2 separate regions of the Podarcis muralis genome follow, and region 2 is linked to region 1. The links are chromatin contacts, called in public Hi-C maps. All regions are on one chromosome and are shown on one strand. The core of a region is the stretch at or near the end of the contact, and the rest is flanking DNA. Distances in the headings are between cores, read along the strand shown.

Region 1 (5,298 bases), core at 1,044-3,543:
CTATTTCGGTTGTTTGTCTTCAGCAGCCAATAATATGTCTGCACAAAGGGGAGATACCCAGCCTGTAAACAAAAAGCTCCATTTTGTCATCATTGACAAATTTATACAAAACAGGTCACTGGGTGGCTGCTTTGTGGGAAAGTAACTCCTTATGAATTCTCTCAACACAAGGCAGAATTAGTTCCTGCTTTAGTCTTCCCTGAACCTACTGGCAGTTTCACTAGGACACATGGCTTCGACAGTTCAAGCGCACCAACTGCACCAGTACGAAGTGTTAAAAATTGTGGGTCTCTTATACATGGATAGTGCATGGGGGGGGGGGCGAGCGATTGGTGGCAGCTGCGAGCAGGAGATTGAGTGGCAATTGGGCGGGTGACTGATGCCTGCGGCAAGGGCTGCTTGCGATTGGCTGTTGCTGCAGCAATTGGGCGGTCGAGGTGTGCAACTGGCAGCGGCGGTCGGGCGGTTGAGCGTTTTTCAGCAATCCCCCCCCCCCAAGCTTTACAACTCTGGGCAATCGCCCCCCATTTCCTTAATTTGGAGTTCCCAAAAACAGGGGTCTTATACAAGGGAAAATACGGTATACATTACAAGTTCTTCACTGCCTATTACTGGTTCCTGTTTGCAAACAATTTTCAAAAGCAAGCCTGCAGCTAAATATTTACACTTGTGGAATTTTAAATTTATCTCTGTAAACTCTCTTATCAACTATTGCAAAAGGTACAGAGCTGAATACCAAACCAACTCCTCCCCCACTCAGGACTCAACATGACTAGGGTTACAATACCAGAGAAACGTGACTGAGTTCCAGGAAAAGGCATTACCTAAAGTCCTCCCACATCTTAAAATGCAAATAGTATGGCTGGTTGGAAAAGATATACAACCAACTGCCTCACCCCAAAGCACACAGAGGGGTGTAATCAGAGTTCCTCTAGGGTGCTATTCCGCTAAGTTTCACTCAGAGCTCACCAAATGAAATTAATGGACCTAACTTAGAATCATAGAATTGTAATAGCTGTCAACTTTCAGATTTGAAAATAAGGGATCAGCAGCCTCAAAAATAAGGGATCAGCGTAGATATCTAACAATCCGGGATAGCAGCGGGAAATGGTGCTGGAATAAGGGAATTTCCTGCAAAAAAAGGGAAAGTTGACGGCTATGAGAATTGTAGAGTTGGAAGGAACCTCGAGGGTCATCTAGTCCAGCATTGCAGGAAGATGCAGGAAGCCTCTATGCGGAACTGAACCCATGACCTTGCGAGTTATCAAGCACCACACTCTAGCCATGGTCAGATCACTTCCTGGTGCAACTGGACTTTTAATGTTTAACGGACTATTGCATTTTAATATTCTGTTGGAAGCAGACCAGAGTGGCTAGGGAAACCCAGCCAGATGGGTGGGGAATAAATAATGAATTATTATTATTATTTTTTATTATTATTATTATTATTATTATTATTATTATTATTATTATTATTATTATCGGGAGTTAACTAATTTCATTGGGGCTCCTCTGAGCAAAACATTATCAGAAACTTGTTGCTCAGTTGGACTTATGAGTACAAAACTGTAATGCAAGTGATTTGGGGGGGGGGGAGTATATGCACGAGAGCCTCAATCCACGGAAACAAATGGGTTCCAGAGCGCTTGAGTAGGATCAGGTTGCGCATACCTACAGAATCCAATATAACCCCAACAACCTGGGGATGATGCATAGATGTGTGTGGGTTGGGGGTGTGCGCACGTGGCCCACATTGGTAGAAACTCCCGCTGTGCATGTTGTCATTATTATTATTCTGGATTAAATTTGTGCTCCGCCCTTTGATGCGTAGATCTCAGGGCGGCGCACAACAGGAAAACCACAATGTTGTTGCAGCCACCGCAATAGGCGAAGCGGCTGGCGGGCTTGGGGCAAGAGGAGAGACCACCTCGACCTCCGGCAAAGCAAAGCGACGACCCCTGTGGTCTCGCTGACTCGCACCCTCCATTCCGCAGCAAGTGCGGTCCCACTGCCGCCCTCGCCCCCCACAACTGGCAACCCAAATTTAAGGGGAGGGGGACGCATAACGCTTCTATACATTGCTACATAAACGCGCGCGCACCGTTCAGACTTAGGCCCCGGGCCCCGACCTCTTACCAAAAGCTGGAAGGAGAGGGCGGGTCGTCGCCGCTGCTGCTGCCACCCGCTTTCTCGCGCCCACCCCGCACTCTGCAAACACAGGAAACCAAAGCCCAGCGGTGGCGGAGACGGCGGCAGCGGCTGAGGTTCGTGCGGCCGCGGGAGATACTTATAGGCGAGGAGCGGCAGGGGCGGGGCAAGAGCCTGACGGGCAGGCCTGGAGTCCACTGGCTGGGCGGCGAGGGGGTCGGCCCACATCGGACGGGATGGCGATCCCTATGGAACGGGCGGTGCATGTCGGGAATGGGAGGCCTCCGTCGCCGAGCGCCTCTGGGGGCGGGGCTCCCGCTAAGGGGGAAAGCCTCGCTCATAAACACAAGGCAGTCGGCCGGCCCTGCGAGGCAGGCCGCTCCGGGGTCAGCGGGGCTTAGTGCCTCGTGGGCGTGGGGATAAAAAGGGGGCCGCCTTGAACTTCTTGGCGGAAGGGTGGGCTATACCTGTAATAATAACAACTATTATTATTATTATTTGCAGTAATAATGATAATACATCCTAATAATAATGATTTACATCTTATGCCCTGTTAAAATGCGTTTTTTGTGGGGACGGCCCTATTGGGTTGTTTTTGTTTTTATTATGTATTTTGAGGTTTTATATCTTGATTTTATTCTTTGCCTCGCGGGTATATAAACTCAATAAATGATCATGATTTCTGAAATCAGTTTATGAGTCTCGCTCACAACACGATCCCTGTGTATGTTTTTAATACATTGAGTTCCATGGGAAACGGGGGGGGGGGGGGCTTTTATTTTCACAACAACCCTGTGAAGTAGGTTAGGCTGAGAGGAGGTGACTGGCCCAAGATTACCCGCTGGGCTTCATGGCTGAAGTGAGGATTTGAAATCGGGTCTCCCAGGTTCTCCTCAAACATTTTAATCACCAGTCACACGGGTTGGCACAGCCGGCGCCCTATCATTAGACAAGAGTGTGGAGGCTGTTCTCAGGCAACTGGTTTTGTTAGGGAGGGTAGGATTTTGTCTCTCAGCTTGGCTGGCCTTCGGTATTATTATGTACCTTGATTTGAAGGTGAGGGGCCAGTTTGCTGTTCTGCCCCAGAGAACAAAATGTCTTTGGACAGGTCTAGAGGTCATGTGGCTCCACTACACAAAATACTTCGAAAACATTTGAGAAGTTTCAGTGACCTCTGCTGGATGAAAACTGAAATTCCATTTGCTGGAGAAGGAAGTTTCAGCTCAAAACATATTTTTAATTTTTAATCTCTCTTTCGCTCTTGCGCCAACTTTTCTTCGCAGCTTTACTAACCATGGCAATCTCTTTTTGTTTTAGCAACCCTGAACAATTTAGTGTCATCAACATGAATAACTTGGGACCATTCATTTTAATGGGGCTACTCTAAGTAGAACTTAGTCAGATACTACCCAAAAGCATCACTAGCTCAGATGCTACTTCACTTTCACTACAAGCTTATGATATTGTTATGAGTTAGTAGGTACTAGACATTCCTAGTACTCCTGACTCTAGAATTTAATTAAAGCTCAATGTTAAGATTAGGTGCCAGACTCCTGTGTATTAAGTTGTGTGCAATACATTTTTAATCCCCTGGAATTAAAAAGCTAATTAAGGATTAAAAAGCCAATTAAATTAGGGTGAGCTTCATTGTGAGATGACAGTTTATGGAACGAGCCCTTAAGAAGACAACACATCAAAGAGACTGTGTGAGATAGCAAATGGCTGAGGCCTCTCCCTCAACTCAGAGTTAGACAATAAAGCCAGATTTTAGAGAGGTTTAGAGTGAGAAGCAATGTGAGTTAGGGATTATGTGACTGGGTTGCAAAGCAGCAAGCAGAGCATGATGTCTGTTTGAATCCAGGGCTGCAGCTATGGGAGAAGCAAAACTAGGCATAGGCAAACTTGGCTCTCCAGATGTTTTGGGACTACAACTCCCATCATCCCGAGCCAACAGGACCAGTGGTCAGGGTTGATGGGAGTTGTAGTCCCAAAACATCTGGAGGGCCGAGTTTGCCTATGCCTGAGCAAGACCCTCTTGGGATGTTAATCCTTGAACTCCTCCATCGTAGGCTCAGGTTGTATATATGTGTAAATAAACCATATATCATAAAAACAACACAGCCTCCGCTGTGCCTCATTTCCGAAAGGAAACACAAACCCTGTATTTTGCAAGCCACACTGAGCACTCTGCAATGGAATGAAGATCCCAAAATACATGTATACACAATGGGACAGCAGCAGGTGCGTATCTTGTGTTCATGGACACACTTCACTAGAATCAAATGGGCTGGGGTGTAACACTGGACAGCAGACAGGCTATCTGATCATTATTCTTGCCCATGCCCAGCCAATATAGTCCTGTAACCCAACCTGATATTGTACTATAACCAATGAAGTTGTGGCCTGTTTTGTACCCATAACTAAGACCTACATCTGCACCATACATTTAAAGCACTTTTATACAACTTTGAACAGTTTCCCCCAAAGACTCCTGGGAACTGTGGTTTGTGGAGGATCCTGAGATTTGTTGTAAAGACTCATATTCCCTTCCCAAAACTACATTTTGACAGAGTAGCTTGTCAATCTTGCTTCCCAGGGAACCCTGAGAATTTTAACTATGAGGATTCAAGAAAAAGGGCCATGCAGCTCATAGTTAAACTCTGGGATTTGTTACCACAACAATTTTCACCAACTTTTAAAGCTTTAAAGGAGAATTAGGAAACCTCATGGGTGGAGGGAAGTACTGGGCTGTGGGGGAGGGAAGTGAAGGGATTAATTGAAATTGTTAAAGACTGGTATAGGATTTAAGAGATTTAAATTTTTATATTCTATAAGGAAAGCAGAAAGGAGCAAGAAATATCAAGTAAAGGTATCGGAGGGAAGATCAGTGTAAATGAAAACATGAGATTTATGGTTTTGTTACATATGATTTTATTTTGGAGTTGTCTGTTGTAAAGAATGTATATTATGTGAATAAAATAATAAAGGATTTGGAAGTACTGGGGGGGAGGAACCTCATGGAAGATGAGGCTATTAAATACTACTTGTCATACTTGTTCCCATATGATGAAACCATCATCAATATAGTGTTACCACACCTAAAGTGATTGCAAAAAGTGGATTGCAATAAACAAAAATACATTTAATATC
Region 2 (5,804 bases), core at 1,274-3,773, 320 kb before region 1:
ATACTTTTAAAAGGCCAATGTTAAAGAAAGTCTAATAAAATAATATAAATAAAAAAACAGTGAAAAATATACATTACAGTGGTACCTCGGGTTAAGAACTTAACTCGTTCTGGAGGTCCGTTCTTAACCTGAAACTGTTCTTAACCTGAAGCACCACTTTAGCTAATGGGGCCTCCCACTGCTGCTACTGCGCCGCCGGAGCACGATTTCTGTTCTCATCCTGAAGCAAAGTTCTTAACCCGAGGTACTATTTATGGGTTAGTGGAGTCTGTAACCTGGTGTCTGTAACCTGAAGCATCTGTAACCCGAGGTACCACTGTATAAGCAAAAATTACAGGCTATATGGCAACTTCACTTGGTTCCAACATTGCTATACTGGACGTGTAAACTGCTGTGGATAGGGCATTCTAAAAGAAGGATGAAAATAAAAACAACCAACCTTCTCTCTTGATGATAACATCTCTCATCTTGGATGAATGAGGTACACAGAGAAAACTACAACAGATTTTTTTTAAGGCTTGGGAGGCTGAGATCAGAATAGGTACTTCTTTTGGTAATTTGGTCCCATGTTATTTAGGCTTTGTGTGGGGCTCTTTTGACTTACTACATATTGACTAGGCCAGTGTTTTTCAACCACTGTTCCGCGGCACACTAGTGTGCCGCGAGATGTTGCCTGGTGTGCCGTGGGAAAAATGGAAAAATTCGAAAGATTTAAAAATAAAGTATTTTATAATTTTTCATATTTCTGTTTACTTACTATTTCATAATAAAGTAATTATAAAATACTTTCTTTGTGTTTATTTGATTACTATTCAAGAGAATTACTTTATATATAGTCAATATAGGCACAGAGTTAATTTTTTTAACATTTTCTAATGGTGGTGTGCCTCGTGATTTTTTTCATGAAACAAATGTGCCTTTGCAAAAAAAAGGTTGAAAAACACTGGACTAGGCCATTCCAGCCAAGGTATAACTGACACTATTTTGAATCATGATTGCAGATTGAACCTTTCAAAACTGCACTGATTTTTTGGTTTCTCAGAATTCCCAAGTAATGCAGGGTACAAGGCTGCTAGAACAGGCCTGTTGTTTCAAAATAGTGTTAATATCCCATCAAATAACATGTCAATATCTCACTTAACTAACCTTTGAAATAACTTGCTTTTGTTTCTGAAGAGTGCCATTTTCTCATCATTCTTCCTGTCCAAGTAACATCCCAACACAAATCCTATGGGGACCAAACTTAAGGCCCAGTGTTCTCGCACAAGATGCAAAATATTCACCATAGTTACTAATAAGAAAGAGAACCAAAAATAAAATAAAATCAACAGATAACGTATGGATGCCTAAAACATTTAAGCCACTTGTAAACAGTTAAACAAAAACATCCTAGAATAAAAAAAAATTAAGGCTGCAGTCCTATTCCAATTTACCTGGGAGTTAGCCTCATTTAACACAATGGGACTTACTTCTAAGTAGTTTGCTTTAATCTCCTACTGCAAATCAGTTTTAACTGAACGTCCACAAATTCTAGTGCTTTAATGGAAAGGGAGCAAAGCTTCTCTTTATGCACTGCATTTTATCATGCATAATTTTAAACATTTCTGTTACAGCTGAAGAAAAGCCTCGCTTGATCACACGGAAGGCCAATTGAATAATCTTGCTCTCAGTGGCCAACCAGCTGCCTTACGGGAAACCTGCAAGCAGGACCTACGTGCCACTTGCACTTACTCGCCCTCCTTGTGGCTTCCAGCCAGAGGCGAAAGAAACTAGGCTTTATTTCACCCAGGTCAAAGGCCCAGTTCGGTACACACACAGGCTGGCAGCCTCAATGGCGTCCCTCTGGAGGCTTCACCCGGGTCAGGAAATAAACAAACAAACCCGGCTAGCCGCCGACCCCGCATAGCTACGGCACTGCTTCCAGCAAGGGGGTATTATTCAGAGGTGAGGCAACCAGGACTGGACACGGCATTTCAAGCCAGGGGGACCCCATAACTTTGTGTAAATGGCAGTCAGTCTCTTCGTAACAAAAACACGGAATCTGCCTTTTGCTGCACCCCGGGGGGTGTCCACACCTTCACCCCTAAGTCTTATCGCTGGTTCCTACTCCGTTGGCGCCACTGTGAAATCCGAGGTTTTCCGTTCCTTACTCCTGGCTTAACACTGACACTTAACAATCGTCCTCCCTTTTTTTGTTTTCTTTTTACACAGTCTGGAGAGACGCGCTGGAAATTCCTTTCTCGTTTTAACAACCCTCCCCCCCCCCTTTTTTTTTTTTTTTGCCACCCCGCTCTTAATACGCCTAAACCTTACCTGGCCTGAAGGCCTACAAGCGCGATACCGACCTGAGGGCCTCAACAGACCAAGGACGCTTAGAGAGCCGCGCACTGAGCCCTCCGATGACCAGAGCCGGAATGAACCATTCGCGGAGCCGAGAGGGGTAGGCGGGCGAAATTTTCTCCGCCGCTCGCAGTGGGATTCCTTCGCTATGGCTTTGAGACTTTTCGAGACTCTGCTTAGAAGAACTCCAAATGAACATCAATGGCGGGAGGGGGCATCTTCATTAATCCAAGTGCTCCTCCTCTGGTTTACCCCCCCCCGTAAACGTCTCTGATAGTACAGCCCGCTCCATGGTTCGCTTTCAGAAGCGGCGGAAGCGGCTCCTCCGCCTCTTTCGGCGCGCTCGCCGGTTGTTTCCTCTCGGGCCAAAATGGCGGCTGAATGGGCTGAGTGTGGCTGAGTAAAGAGTCCCTCGCTTTTCCTCCTCCAGGCTTCCACTAGGTTTTAGGGGGGCCGGGAGTTAACAAGGGGCCGCCGTGCAGGTAAGGTTGCGATGAGTCTGGGGAAGGGAGCAAAGAGGCTTCCCTCCGCTTCCCCCAAAGGTGGCTTCGCATACACTCTTAGGATGAAACATGCGTGATCAGTTCTCAAGCCGTCTCCTGGTGGAGGATTTGAAAGGGCTACCACTGCAGGGCAGGTGGTGGGGTGAAGGTCTCGCTTCTGTGCAGTTTGGGGGGTGATTCCAACGTTACCTTTCTCCTTTCGCATCCAGACCCTTTGCAGGGTGTCTGAGCCAAGTCTCTGAGAGACACGATCTTGCTATACACACATATACGAAGGATCAGCATGCATAAGTGACTTGGTATGTAAAAACAAAATAATTATCAAAAGGTGTCATCACCATATCAGTTAAAAATCCTCTATCTGACAAATCCAAGGAGACCCTTAGCTGGGGTATTTCCTTAATTGATTACATATATATCTTATTCTTCCTTCCTTCCAAAGGAGCCCAGGGCAGAGAAGAGAATAAGCTCCATCTAACCTTTTATTTGTCAGGAAAACTATTGGGAGAGTGGCCTTATTTTCATGACAAGGGTTGGGGAGCAGTTTAACTGGTAGCATTCATAGTAAAAGACAGAATTGTACATCAAGTGGGGCTGATGGGAGTTGTAATCAGTTTTTCGTTAGTTGATTGTATTTATCAATCACCTTATACAGACAGTATAACCAAAAGGAGCCTCAAAGCAGTTCACAAAGATTTATTAGAAGTCCAAAACACCTGGAGAGCACCAGGTTGGGGAAGGCTGACTGAACTAGATGGTTCCTTTGTATTGCCCATCTTCTCAGTTTAGCTTTTGTAGATCTTCTTTGTATTCTTATAACTTAAGACATATTTGATTTTTATTGAATTAGAGGCGACTAACAAATTCTAATAATAATAATAATAATAATAATAATAAATGATAATAGGGCAAGTGAAGTGTGCATGGAGGGAGGACTTGTATATTGCTGTTCTCCTTCTGTGTTCATTTTCAGTTAGTTGCAGTTTATCATTACGTCTGAATCCAAAACTGATAAATCTGAATTATGGTTTTGCAAAACATGCCAATGTCATAAACTACAATTTGAAGATGGCATGTTTCTCTAAATGGGTGTGGAACAACCATTTGTTGTTGCACTACAACTTCCATCATCTTTAGTTCGACATTTCTTATCTTTCCTATTTGTAGGACTTGATGCAGCTAAGAACTCTATGGCCATGTTCACATGTAAGGAAACCCAGACTTTCTTACTTAATGTGAACTTACTGTGAATAAGTAGCATGCTTCTGCACACTACCTGATCATTATGCTTCACACTTCCTCTGGTGTAAGCAATATAAACAGACCAGGAAGCCTTGACTTGCCATAACACCCAACCCAGGGAGTGTGATTTGTCCCCTAATCTACAAACATTATAAGAAGAGCAATGCTGGATCAGACCAGAGGCCTATCTAGTATTCTCTTCTCACAGCCACAAGCGAGACCTGAACACAGCAGCATTCTTCCCACTTGCATTCCACAGCAGCTGGTATTTGGAGACTTACTGCCTCTGACACTGGAGGCATAACATGGGCATCATGACTAGCAGACATTGATTGTCTTATCCTCCATGAATTTGTCTAATCCTCTTTTAAAGCTGGTCAAGTTAATCACCAAGGCAGTAACAAACCATGGCTTAAGCTGGGCTTGAGATCATGGCTTGTTGGAGAGAAGCCACAACCCCTGATCTGGGTGTAATGGGAAACCAATATCAGGTCTGTTTATCTTGTTTGTGCCATGAAAGGAATGAAACAGGAGTAATCGGGCAGCATGCAACTGGTGTTCTGTTTATTCACAGTAAACCATGATCAGTTATAAAGTTTGAATTATCATGTGTGAATGTAGGCAATGGCAAGGTCTTTTCAGCTTTATAACACATTTTATTCTCTTTTGGGAAGGAAAAAATGACTTCAATTATCAAGCTAACCACCCTTTCAGGGGTGCAGGAAGAATCTGCTCTGTGTTATTTACTTCAAGTAGATGAATTTCGCTTTCTGTTGGATTGTGGCTGGGATGAGAATTTTTCTATGGACATCATTGATTCCCTACGGAAGTAAGCTAGAACCTGACTTTAATTAAACTGTTATTCCTTTGCAAGTAAGCTAAAAACCAGATGTAGTTATTGCATGCTTTATATCCTGATATAAGGAGACATCAGTAGTTAACATGTTTAGAGGCATAGAGCCCAGTAACAAGAAGAAGAAGATTAGAGAGAGAGAAGAATTCTCCACCAACTAATCTGTGGGCATGGAACAACTATTCAATGCTTGTGACCTACTATGGTGGCAGGGGTCGGCAACGTGTGGCCCATAGGCCGGATCTGGCCCACAAAGACCGTTTTACCGGCCCATGAGCCGCCCCCAAACTGAGCCGCCCACTTGGTGAGTCCCCCGTGCACTGCGTTAAACCGGCACAGCACAGGGACTCGCCGAGTGGTGCAAGAAATCGCGTCTGCGCTCACGCAGATACCGGAAATTGCTTCTGCGCATGCCTAGACGCCAAAAATTGCTTCTGTGCAGGCACAATTTTCAGTGTCTGGCCATGCGCAGAAGCGATTTCTGGCGCTTCAGACATGGCCAGACGCGATTTCCAGCATCGCGCTGCGCCGGTCTGGCCCACGGATGATTTTTGCGGGAGTGATCCAGCTCATCGCCGGTAAGCCTTGCCGACCCCTGTACTATGGGGCTCCATGCATGTGAAAGCAAAAGCAAATCCTCTGCTCAGAGTTCTGCATTGTGAAAAGTCTCCATGCAGAGCTCTACTCATTGGATTGGGGCACATGTGCAGTACTTCAATGCACAAATAATCCTGTGTGGATCAGTAGAGTGCAGAGTAGATTTTCATCAGCTACAACCTAACTTGCTCAATTTATATTATAATAATTGCCCACCTTGTTTATGTTTGTATTATCATTGCTGTGTATTAACAGCAACTGCAGGCCAG

What was found. A called contact is a pair of places that touch in the nucleus more often than the background predicts.
Region 2: a Hi-C map of tail shows a contact between it and region 1, with 2.7 times the contacts expected there. The contact joins the promoter of NDUFB1 here to the promoter of LGMN in region 1. A contact is called at or near these places in 2 of 3 Hi-C or Micro-C datasets (blood and tail).

What each region holds. Positions count from the first base shown.
Region 1 is chr1:22,409,211-22,414,508 of rPodMur119.hap1.1, reverse strand. LGMN (legumain) reads right to left here and starts at 2,293. Exons shown (of 15, transcript XM_077924609.1): 1 at 2,137-2,293.
Region 2 is chr1:22,729,507-22,735,310 of rPodMur119.hap1.1, reverse strand. NDUFB1 (NADH:ubiquinone oxidoreductase subunit B1) reads right to left here and starts at 2,523. Exons shown (of 3, transcript XM_077924643.1): 1 at 2,364-2,523; 2 at 1,147-1,291. The coding sequence starts at 1,286. It overlaps CPSF2 (cleavage and polyadenylation specific factor 2), which reads left to right and starts at 2,712. Exons shown (of 15, transcript XM_028717378.2): 1 at 2,712-2,827; 2 at 4,760-4,914. The coding sequence starts at 4,766.